Regions from separate parts of the Arachis hypogaea genome. Here region 2 is linked to region 1. Evidence: chromatin contacts called from public Hi-C data. All regions are on one chromosome and are shown on one strand. Each heading gives the region's core, a stretch centred on a gene start, on an enhancer-like site or on the middle of the called end of the contact. The rest is flanking DNA. Distances are from core to core; before and after follow the strand shown.

The links. Hi-C and Micro-C count contacts between places; a contact is called where the count stands out from the background.
Region 2: a Hi-C map of an unstated tissue shows a contact between it and region 1, with 8 times the contacts expected there. The contact joins the enhancer-like site here to the promoter of LOC112711504 in region 1. A contact is called at or near these places in 2 of 8 Hi-C or Micro-C datasets (leaf and an unstated tissue).

Annotation. Positions count from the first base shown.
Region 1 is chr9:106,086,626-106,091,562 of arahy.Tifrunner.gnm2.J5K5, reverse strand. It overlaps LOC112711504 (coatomer subunit alpha-1), which reads left to right and starts at 1,549. Exons shown (of 4, transcript XM_025764175.2): 1 at 1,549-1,765; 2 at 1,885-2,120; 3 at 2,794-3,288; 4 at 3,563-4,937. The coding sequence starts at 1,913.
Region 2 is chr9:106,235,356-106,239,883 of arahy.Tifrunner.gnm2.J5K5, reverse strand. No RefSeq gene overlaps it. Among protein-coding and RNA genes, the nearest start is that of LOC112711508, 9.1 kb to the left of the region's middle. Within about 2 kb of position 2,288, at least 3 of the 3 cell types and tissues checked have open chromatin away from gene starts, as enhancers often do.

The DNA of each region.
Region 1 (4,937 bases), core at 300-2,799:
CTTAAATTTTTTTAAAAAATTAATCGCCATGAGTATATTTGATGCAAATCGAAAATTTTTTAGAAAAAATTGAAAAAAATTAGGAATATTTTTAAAACTTTTGTCAAACTTTAGAGACAAAAAATATTTATCCTATAACTTAAATAAAATATAAAATAGATATTAAACTAATTTTTTTAATAATTATTTAGTCACAAATACCCATGAGGGAGATTGAGTTTAAAAGCATACAAAGCAAATATAACACTCACACTTCTTACACTTCCGACCCATAGCATTGAGGAAACCTTTTTACTATTTACTTTTTTTATTAGCCATCTTTTTATCTACTATGCACTTCATCTACAAATATGCCAAATGTCAAATACATGCTTAAGCATTTTAAAATTTCATATATTCTTATGAATCACAATATTATTCTGCGTCTTCCATACACGACAAAATCATCCATCATTTTTTTATAAAAATTACTGAATAGAAGAACTGTTGGTAAAAAAATATTTTTTTAGTATATATAACCTTTTATGAAGACAAAATAAAAATGAAAAGCATAGAATAATATTATATATATTTAAATTAATTTTAATTTTTTTAATAATTAAATTTGTTAGGAGTAAAATGTTTAAATTGAGACATTTTTGGATTATAATATTCGTCAAACAACACCATCAATAAATCAATCATCCATGCTTTTTTTTTTATTTTGAGTAGATTTATCCATAAAAGAAATTACACATAAAAAAAAGAGTTGAAATAGTAAAAGTGATAAAAATTAAAAATGACAATTCTTAGCATTTTGTTTGGCTATCTATATATAAAAGACTAGAAAACTATGATTATCTAACAAAATTGATTTATATTTATTGCATTCAATTTGAATAAAAAAAATCATCTTATTTTATCCTTAATTTACATGATTTGAATCTCACTCAATACATATAATTTGATTTGATTTAATTATTAATTAAAAATATCTCAGTTGTCTATTTTATTTATAGATTTATTATTTTAATGACTAATAAATTAGTCAAATTAATTAATTAATACACATAATTAGTATAATTAATTTGGTTTAATAAATTAAAAGAAATAAATTAAATAATACTATCAAAACATTAAAAGAAATAAATTAAAAAATATTACAAAAACAAATTGAATAAATGATAATAAATCATGTAATATTTAAATATATAATCAAATCAATTAATTGATATAATTAATTGATTATAATAAATTATATTTAATGAACTAAAAGAAATAAATCAAAAAATACTATTAGAAATATGCTACGTCAATTCTATCATTAAGTGTAAAAATATGATTTTTATATAGATAAAATAAATATCCATTGCATTAGTGTAAAAGTAATCCTAAGAAAAAAATAATAGTAAAAATTAGTTTTCAATGACTTTTAAAAAAGAATTGTTAAGTATTAAAATTTTTTATTTTTACTTAATTTAAAAATAAAAATATTGTTGATTTTAAAAAAATATATTTAAACATATTTAAAATTGAATAAATTCACTCAAAAAAGTAAAAAACCATTCCAAAGAAACACGAAGTAATTTGGCATGTGTTGAAGAGTTTCATGTAATCCAAAATTTTGATGGTAAAAATAAGAGCAAGGTGACTGACCCAAGTTCTTAGATCTAAGCTCCACACTATTCAAACCCCTTTCTCCTTCATTTCTCTTCCCATTTTGGATCTGAACTTGTTCTTCTTCCCTCTTCTCTCCACGCATGCATTAGCCCTAACCTCATCTCAGGTAACTAACTCCTACTCTCCCTTCTTCTCAACTCTTCAATTCTTCAATTTCCACTTTCACTGCATACTTCGCTCGATCGATCCACCGCTTCGATTTCATTTGACGGTGTTTCCTCGCAGAGGAGATCGCTAGTTTCCATTGGAGAAGATGCTGACTAAGTTCGAGACGAAGAGTAACAGAGTGAAGGGCCTCAGCTTCCACCCCAAGAGGCCATGGATCCTCGCCAGTCTTCACAGTGGAGTTATCCAGCTATGGGATTACCGCATGGGAACCCTAATTGACAAGTTCGACGAGCACGATGGTCCTGTTCGAGGGGTTCATTTCCACTACTCTCAGCCTCTATTCGTTTCCGGAGGTTACTCATAACCCTTGATTCATTACGATTTCCTTGTTCTAGATTACTTTCATGCTCTGTTTTTTCTGCTTTTTCATCTGCATCTGTGTTCCATTGAGTTTTTGTGGATCTGTGATTGTTTAATGCCATATTGTTTGTTCTTTTGTCCTACCGTAGATCCATTTAAATGGGTCGGGAGAGTAAGAGAGGGAGGGTTGTGAAAAAGATTGCTTTTGATAGAATACTAGTTTCATCCATTTTTTTTAATACTGTTTGATGGTTGTTGTGTTTTGTGTATCGAGGCATGAAGAGGAAGAAGTTTATGTAGTCTATCTCTTTGGATCTGATACTTGGTAATATACTAATATGTTGCACCAATACAAATATGATTATTAAATGATATAAGTTTGTTTAAGTGTAGAACACAAATACAGAGATATAAATTAAATATGTATGTATACATTTCTAAACAACAAAAAATTCAAATAGAGTACAAAAATATTTAAAGATGAAACTTAGTTAGGTATACAAGAGAAAAGGTATCGTCACAATGTTGATGTGTTTTTTGCTTTCAACTGTAGAATGCGCTATGATAGTATAGATGGTATCTTGTTCTAATGATTGGGGTTTTCGTGTGATTCTATTTCCGACAGTCTTCTTTGTCTGTTTTTTTTTTTATTTCCCCATTGGGCAGGTGATGATTACAAGATTAAGGTTTGGAACTACAAGCTGCATAGGTGTTTGTTCACTCTTCTAGGACACCTTGATTATATTCGTACGGTGCAATTTCATCATGAGAACCCATGGATTGTGAGTGCGAGTGATGATCAGACCATTCGCGTTTGGAACTGGCAGTCACGTACCTGTATATCTGTTTTAACTGGCCATAATCATTATGTTATGTGTGCCTTGTTCCATCCAAAGGAGGACCTTGTTGTGTCGGCCTCTCTGGATCAGACTGTTCGTGTTTGGGATATTTCTTCTCTCAAGAGAAAAAATGCGTCTCCTGCGGATGACCTACTGCGGCTGAGTCAGATGAACACAGATCTTTTTGGCGGTATTGATGCAGTTGTTAAGTATGTGTTGGAAGGTCATGACCGGGGAGTCAATTGGGCTTCATTTCATCCTACACTGCCTCTTATTGTTTCGGGAGCAGATGATCGGCAAGTAAAGCTTTGGAGGATGAATGGTAAAATATGAAACCACTTGGTCCTAGTTACACTGAGGATATCCCTGTCTTTCCATATCTTATTTTAAATATTGAGCTGATCTGAATTCCTTATAGTATCATTGGTTTTCTAATAATTGTGCAGAGGAACATAGATATATTTATTTTGAGCTAAATGTTATGTCTAGCCTTGGTTGATGGATGCTTGAAATATTGTAGACTATGCTGTATAGGGAAAAGGAAACTTGATACCATTTAAATTTATGCTACTTATAAAATATTTCTCTCTTTTCAGACACAAAGGCATGGGAAGTGGACACTTTGAGAGGACACATGAATAATGTTTCGTGTGTAATGTTCCATGCAAAACAGGATATTATAGTCTCAAATTCTGAAGATAAAAGTATTCGTATATGGGATGCAACAAAGCGAACTGGAATTCAAACATTCCGCCGAGAGCATGATCGGTTTTGGATTCTTGCAGCCCATCCTGAAATGAACCTGTTGGCAGCTGGTCATGACAGCGGCATGATTGTTTTCAAGCTGGAGAGAGAAAGGCCAGCATTTGTAGTCAGTGGGGATACGTTGTTCTACACAAAAGAACGGTTCTTGTGTTCTTATGAATTCTCCACTCAAAGAGACACACAAATCCTTCCATTTCGAAGACCAGGCTCCCTAAGCTTGAATCAAAGTCCTAAGACTCTTTCCTACAGCCCAACTGACAATGCATTTCTTCTGTGTTCAGATGTGGATGGTGGATCTTATGAATTATATTGCATAACAAAGGACAGCTATGGTAGGGGTGATTTGCAGGATGCTAAAAAAGGTCATGGAGGATCAGCAGTCTTTGTGTCCCGGAATCGGTTTGCCGTGCTTGAGAAGAGCAACAATCAAGTCCTTGTAAAAAATTCGAAGAATGAGACTGTTAAAAAAAGTGCCCTTCCAATTGCCACTGATGCAATATTCTATGCAGGGACTGGGAACGTACTGTGTAGATCAGAGGATAGGGTTGTAATATTTGATCTTCAGCAGAGGATTGTTCTTGGTGAACTTCAGACCCCTTTCATCAAATATGTTGTCTGGTCCAATGACATGGAACATGTTGCTTTGCTCAGCAAACATGCCATTATAATTGCCAGCAAGAAACTTGTGCACCAATGTACTCTCCACGAGACAATCCGTGTAAAAAGTGGAGCCTGGGATGATAATGGAGTTTTCATTTATACAACACTGAACCACATTAAATACTGTCTTCCCAATGGAGATAGTGGGATAATAAAAACACTGGACATTCCAATTTATATCACAAAGGTTTCTGGAAACACAATCTTTTGCTTGGATCGTGATGGAAAAAGCAGAGCAATAATTATTGATGCAACCGAGTATATTTTTAAGCTTTCCCTCTTGAAGAAGAGATATGATCATGTCATGAACATGATAAGGAACTCACAGCTCTGTGGACAAGCTGTGATTGCTTATCTCCAACAGAAGGGCTTTCCCGAGGTTGCACTCCATTTTGTGAAAGATGAGAGGATTCGTTTCAATTTGGCTTTAGAGAGTGGGAACATTCAAACTGCAGTTGCATCAGCTACAGCAATTGATGAGAAAGATCACTGGTATCGTTTGGGGGTTGAGGCTCTTCGCCAAGGCAATGCTGGCATAGTGGAGTA
Region 2 (4,528 bases), core at 1,039-3,538, 150 kb before region 1:
ACCGTCCGGTTCTAGGTAAGCCCCGGAACACCAGTGTAAAAAATATTAAACTTAATGGAATATTTTTTTTACAAATTAAAAATACTCACAATTAAAAATCTAATTAGATATTTGACCACATATTTTTTGGGAGAAATATTTTGTTAATTTTAACCTTTTTTACACACAAAAATGTCTAATTATAAAATTAAAAGCAATATAAGAATCTAATTAAAAAAAGGATAAAAACCTAATTGCAAATTTGATAAAAATATAACGACTAACAAAATAATTAAACCTATCAAAACTTAGAATTTAGGTAGCGTTTGGTAGAGAGACAGAGACGGAAAGACCGAGACTAAGAGACAGAGACTAAAAGACAGAGATTGAAATAAATCTCAGTATTCTGTTTGGTGCAAAGTGAGAGACATAAATTGAAACAAGAATAAAATTCTAATTTAATTTATACCAAGGGTGAAATTGGAATTAATTAATTGAAATGAGAATATTTTAGGTATAAAATGTTATTAAAGTTTCAGTCTCCATCTCTCAAAATTTTAGTCCCTTGTGTCCCTACTTTTTGGAGGTACTGAAATACTGAAATTTTAGAAACAGAGATAGAAATTTTAATACCAGTCTCTAAACCAACAAACATGATACTGAGTCTCAGTCTCCCAGTCTCTGTCTCAGTATCTCAAAACAAACGCTACCTTAAAGTTTAGAATGGTCGATGGTGGTGGTTGTCGGGAAAAAATTGTGGTGTTGAGAGAAAGATTATACATAAGTGAAAGGAGATAAAATAGTAATTTCAAAAATATAATGGGCAAGTGAATTTGTTTGGTTGTGATTAGAGACAGAATTAGGCTAGACATCCTATGCCTTGGACCTGACTTATAGTTGACCTGCTTTAGCCTGACTTGATTAAGAAAACATTCAAGTTCAAGCCCATGATAAAATCTTTTATCTTAAGATACATGACTCACGCAAGTAAAGTTGTTTAATTAAGATGTTAGTTACTTTGCTCTAACTCTTACAAGGAGAGGAAATTCTTTCTCGCATTGAGAGATAATCCAAAAATTGGTTCTGTAATAATACATCCACTCTTTAAAGCCATAAACATCCATTCTTTCAAACACTAACTATCTACATTAAACCAAAACACATTTCCATTAACATAGTTACAATAATATCCAACTACGAATATAACAGTATACATCTAATATTGCAATAGGCATCTCTTGGACTGATCCTATTGAAAGCCAAACAATCACTATCAACCTCAACAAGAGCCTAGGTTCTAAACCAAATTGCTTCAACTTGGCGGACAAAGTTATCTTAAAGAAAAAAATGAAATTCAAGGTATGTAAGAACACTCTACTTGGCTTGTGGGGGTAACCTAACAAGGGTAGCTTTTTTGAGGTAGGAAGAAACAAGTTTCTTATTAGATTCAAGGATAGGAACAACAGAAAGCAGATTATGAACAATGGGCCATGAAGCATTAGAGAATACTTATTAAACTTACAACCCTGTTGTCAAAGTGTATCCATATATGAAGTGGGTCATGAGTTTATGATGTTTTGGGTCCAAATTTATGGACTCCTTGAGAATTACATGAGAGCAGAAACAGCATCAACAATAGGAAACATAGTAGGAATCTTAGAGGAGGTGGAGGATCCCATAATAGATGGGGGTGTTAATGAGAAATTTTATGAGATTCAAGGTGGCAATAGACATCACTAAATCTCTACAAATTGAATTTTGGATGGCAAGAGATCGTCTTCCTAAGACTTGGATAAGCTTTAAGTATGAACGTTTACAGGATGCTTTATGCCTCAATTGTGGAAATGGAATCATAGGTCATGACAAGAGGAGCTGCAAGAACCAGATGGCCATGTCAATCCATGAACCAAGGTACACAAAAGAGCTTAGTACCAGCAATGTGAGAGCTCTAGTTCGAAAGAGCCTTGATTTAGAAGATAAATCTATGAATCAGGAAATCGGGGGAGAAGCACAAGCACATGGAATACAAATGCAACAACAAGAGGAAAGGAATAACTAGGAAACTGAGGATAGTGCGAAGATCCAGCAGGTAAAGCAAAAATTTGAACAAGAAGTGACATCAAGAAAGAGGCTCTTTGAAATAAGGGAAAGTGGAAGCGGCTTTGGCAACTTAGGGGTGCATGAGGAGATAGCAAATCCATTAATATATGAAAGAGGCACAGTTAACCGAGAAGGAGGATTAATCTATCACCTTAGTGAGTTGATCCAAAAGCTCAAGGAAATGAAAGCTAAACAAGTAAAGGGAAAATGGGGAGATACTAAAAACAGATGGAACTATGAACCACAATTTTCTAATTGGACCAGTCCCCAAGTTAAGGCCCAACCAAAACAAGAAAAAAGAAAAAAAAATCTAGCTAAAAAAAACAAGTCCAACAAGAAACAAAGATGATTAGACCAAAAATTTCAATAAAATGGCTGAGCCAGAACAGACAAACCTAGCAAGAAAACTTTCAGCAAATGGTGTAGGGCCATGGACTAGGCTATGGGCTACACTCATAGGAAATGAAGAGTCATATGGGGAAATTGATTAAAAGTGAGTAATAATACATCAGCTCATGATAGGACATAAGATACACATGAAAATTTAGAGTTGCACGAGAAGATGATACGGGCTATCAGAGACAAGTCAAAATAAAAGGAGGAAAAAAAGAGAGAAAAAGAAAGATAGATTCACATAGATTGAGAAGGAGGTATATACATAGTGGAGCTAGCTTCTGATGATGAAAAAGAACCCATACCGAAGAGCAAGGAGCGAAATGAAAACAACTACTAGAAAAAGGAGTTAATAATCTGTATCAAGGATAGGCTGCAATTAAAGAGTGAGGGAGAATGCAAACCAAATTCCATAGCAGACAATGAATGGAACGACTTAGAAGAAAAGGGAAGAACTTGGAAGAGTTTCAGAAGCTGTGAAGAAGAAGAAAGCACCACCAGAGTATTGGAAGTCCTGAGAATCCAAAACATGGTTGAGGAGTTGGGCCTAACCATGCCCCCAACGCAGCCATGATCATCCTCAATTAGAATTGTTGCGAAATAGGGGCCGCCGCAACAGTTGTGGAGCTAAAGGGCATGTGCAAAAATATAAGCCACCTATTATTTTCCTAATAGAAACTAGAGTAAAATATGACATAATTAAGATGATATCTAGGAAGCTGTATTATGATAAGTTCCTCTGTGTAGAACTCCGGGCCTGTTCGGCGGTCTTATTATTTTATGAAAAAGTAATTTGAATATTGAAGGTTACTCTTGGTATCAAAATTATATTATGACTCATATTGATAACAATATTATGGATAGGTGGGATTGTGTTTTTCACTTTTTCTATATGGAAACCCGAACTTCAAACAAAGGAAGACGCTGTGGAGGAAGCTATCACCATCAGACCAAGACACACCAAGGTGCTTTATAGGAGACTTCAATGACATCCTTCAACAAGAGGAAAAGATAGGCAGGCATCCAAAATCCAAAGCACAATTAGAAGAATTCAAGAACTTTGTGGATAGCAATGCGTTGATGGATTTGGAGCCAAAAGGTAACAAATACACTTGGTTTAGTAATCTTCGAGATGAAGTCATCACTAGAGAAAAGTTGGATAGGGCTATGGTCAATTGGAAGTGGAGGGCTATGTTTGAACACGCCACTCTCACTGCGCTACCAGCCATATCTTCAAACTACAGCCAATTAATACTATCCACTAAACAAAAACATAAAATCACCAAGCTCTTTAAATATGAAGCTTTTTAGGATAGTGAAAATTGTGAAAAAATAATAAAAAGGGATGGGAGAAGGAATCGGTCAGAACAGGAGAGTGAGACCAAGTGCTGAACAAAATGAAGAATTACAAGCAAGAACTCATTAATTGGAGTAGGAGCACTTTCAGAAGAGCAAACAGAGAGATAGTGAGATGGCAGAATAAAATTGCAAGCCTTCAAAACTCTGATTTCTCTAGCAATAAACAACAACCGATTCAAGAAGCTAAGGAAGAATTTGTTGGATTTTTCTTATAATTCCTTAATCCAAAGATTATCCATGTTAAATCATTGAGAAATAAAATACTTGAATGTGAAAGTGTACCTGAATTTATAAACATGATTTGTATTCCTAGGCGGTTGAATTGCAACTTTTCTAATGGAAAAAGAGTTGCTGAGACGGCTTTGGTATGTTGGGGACCGAAACCCTAAAGGAACCATTTATATTTGAGCATGACACCTATTAAATCTTAAAGCCCAAATAAAATCTATTCTATTATATAAAAATCGGATGTCTGCACTTAATGATGAAGCTGACGTGGCATGCTTCGGAGAGTGGTTCCCGATTTAATTATTTTAACTCATTCAATACAATTTATTGCACTGATTTAATTATATCAATTAATTGATTTGATTAGATATTTAAATATTTCTTTTCTTAATATAATTTATTATAATTTATATTACTTAATTAATTATACTACATTAATTATAATTCGTTATATTAGTGAATTAGTCTT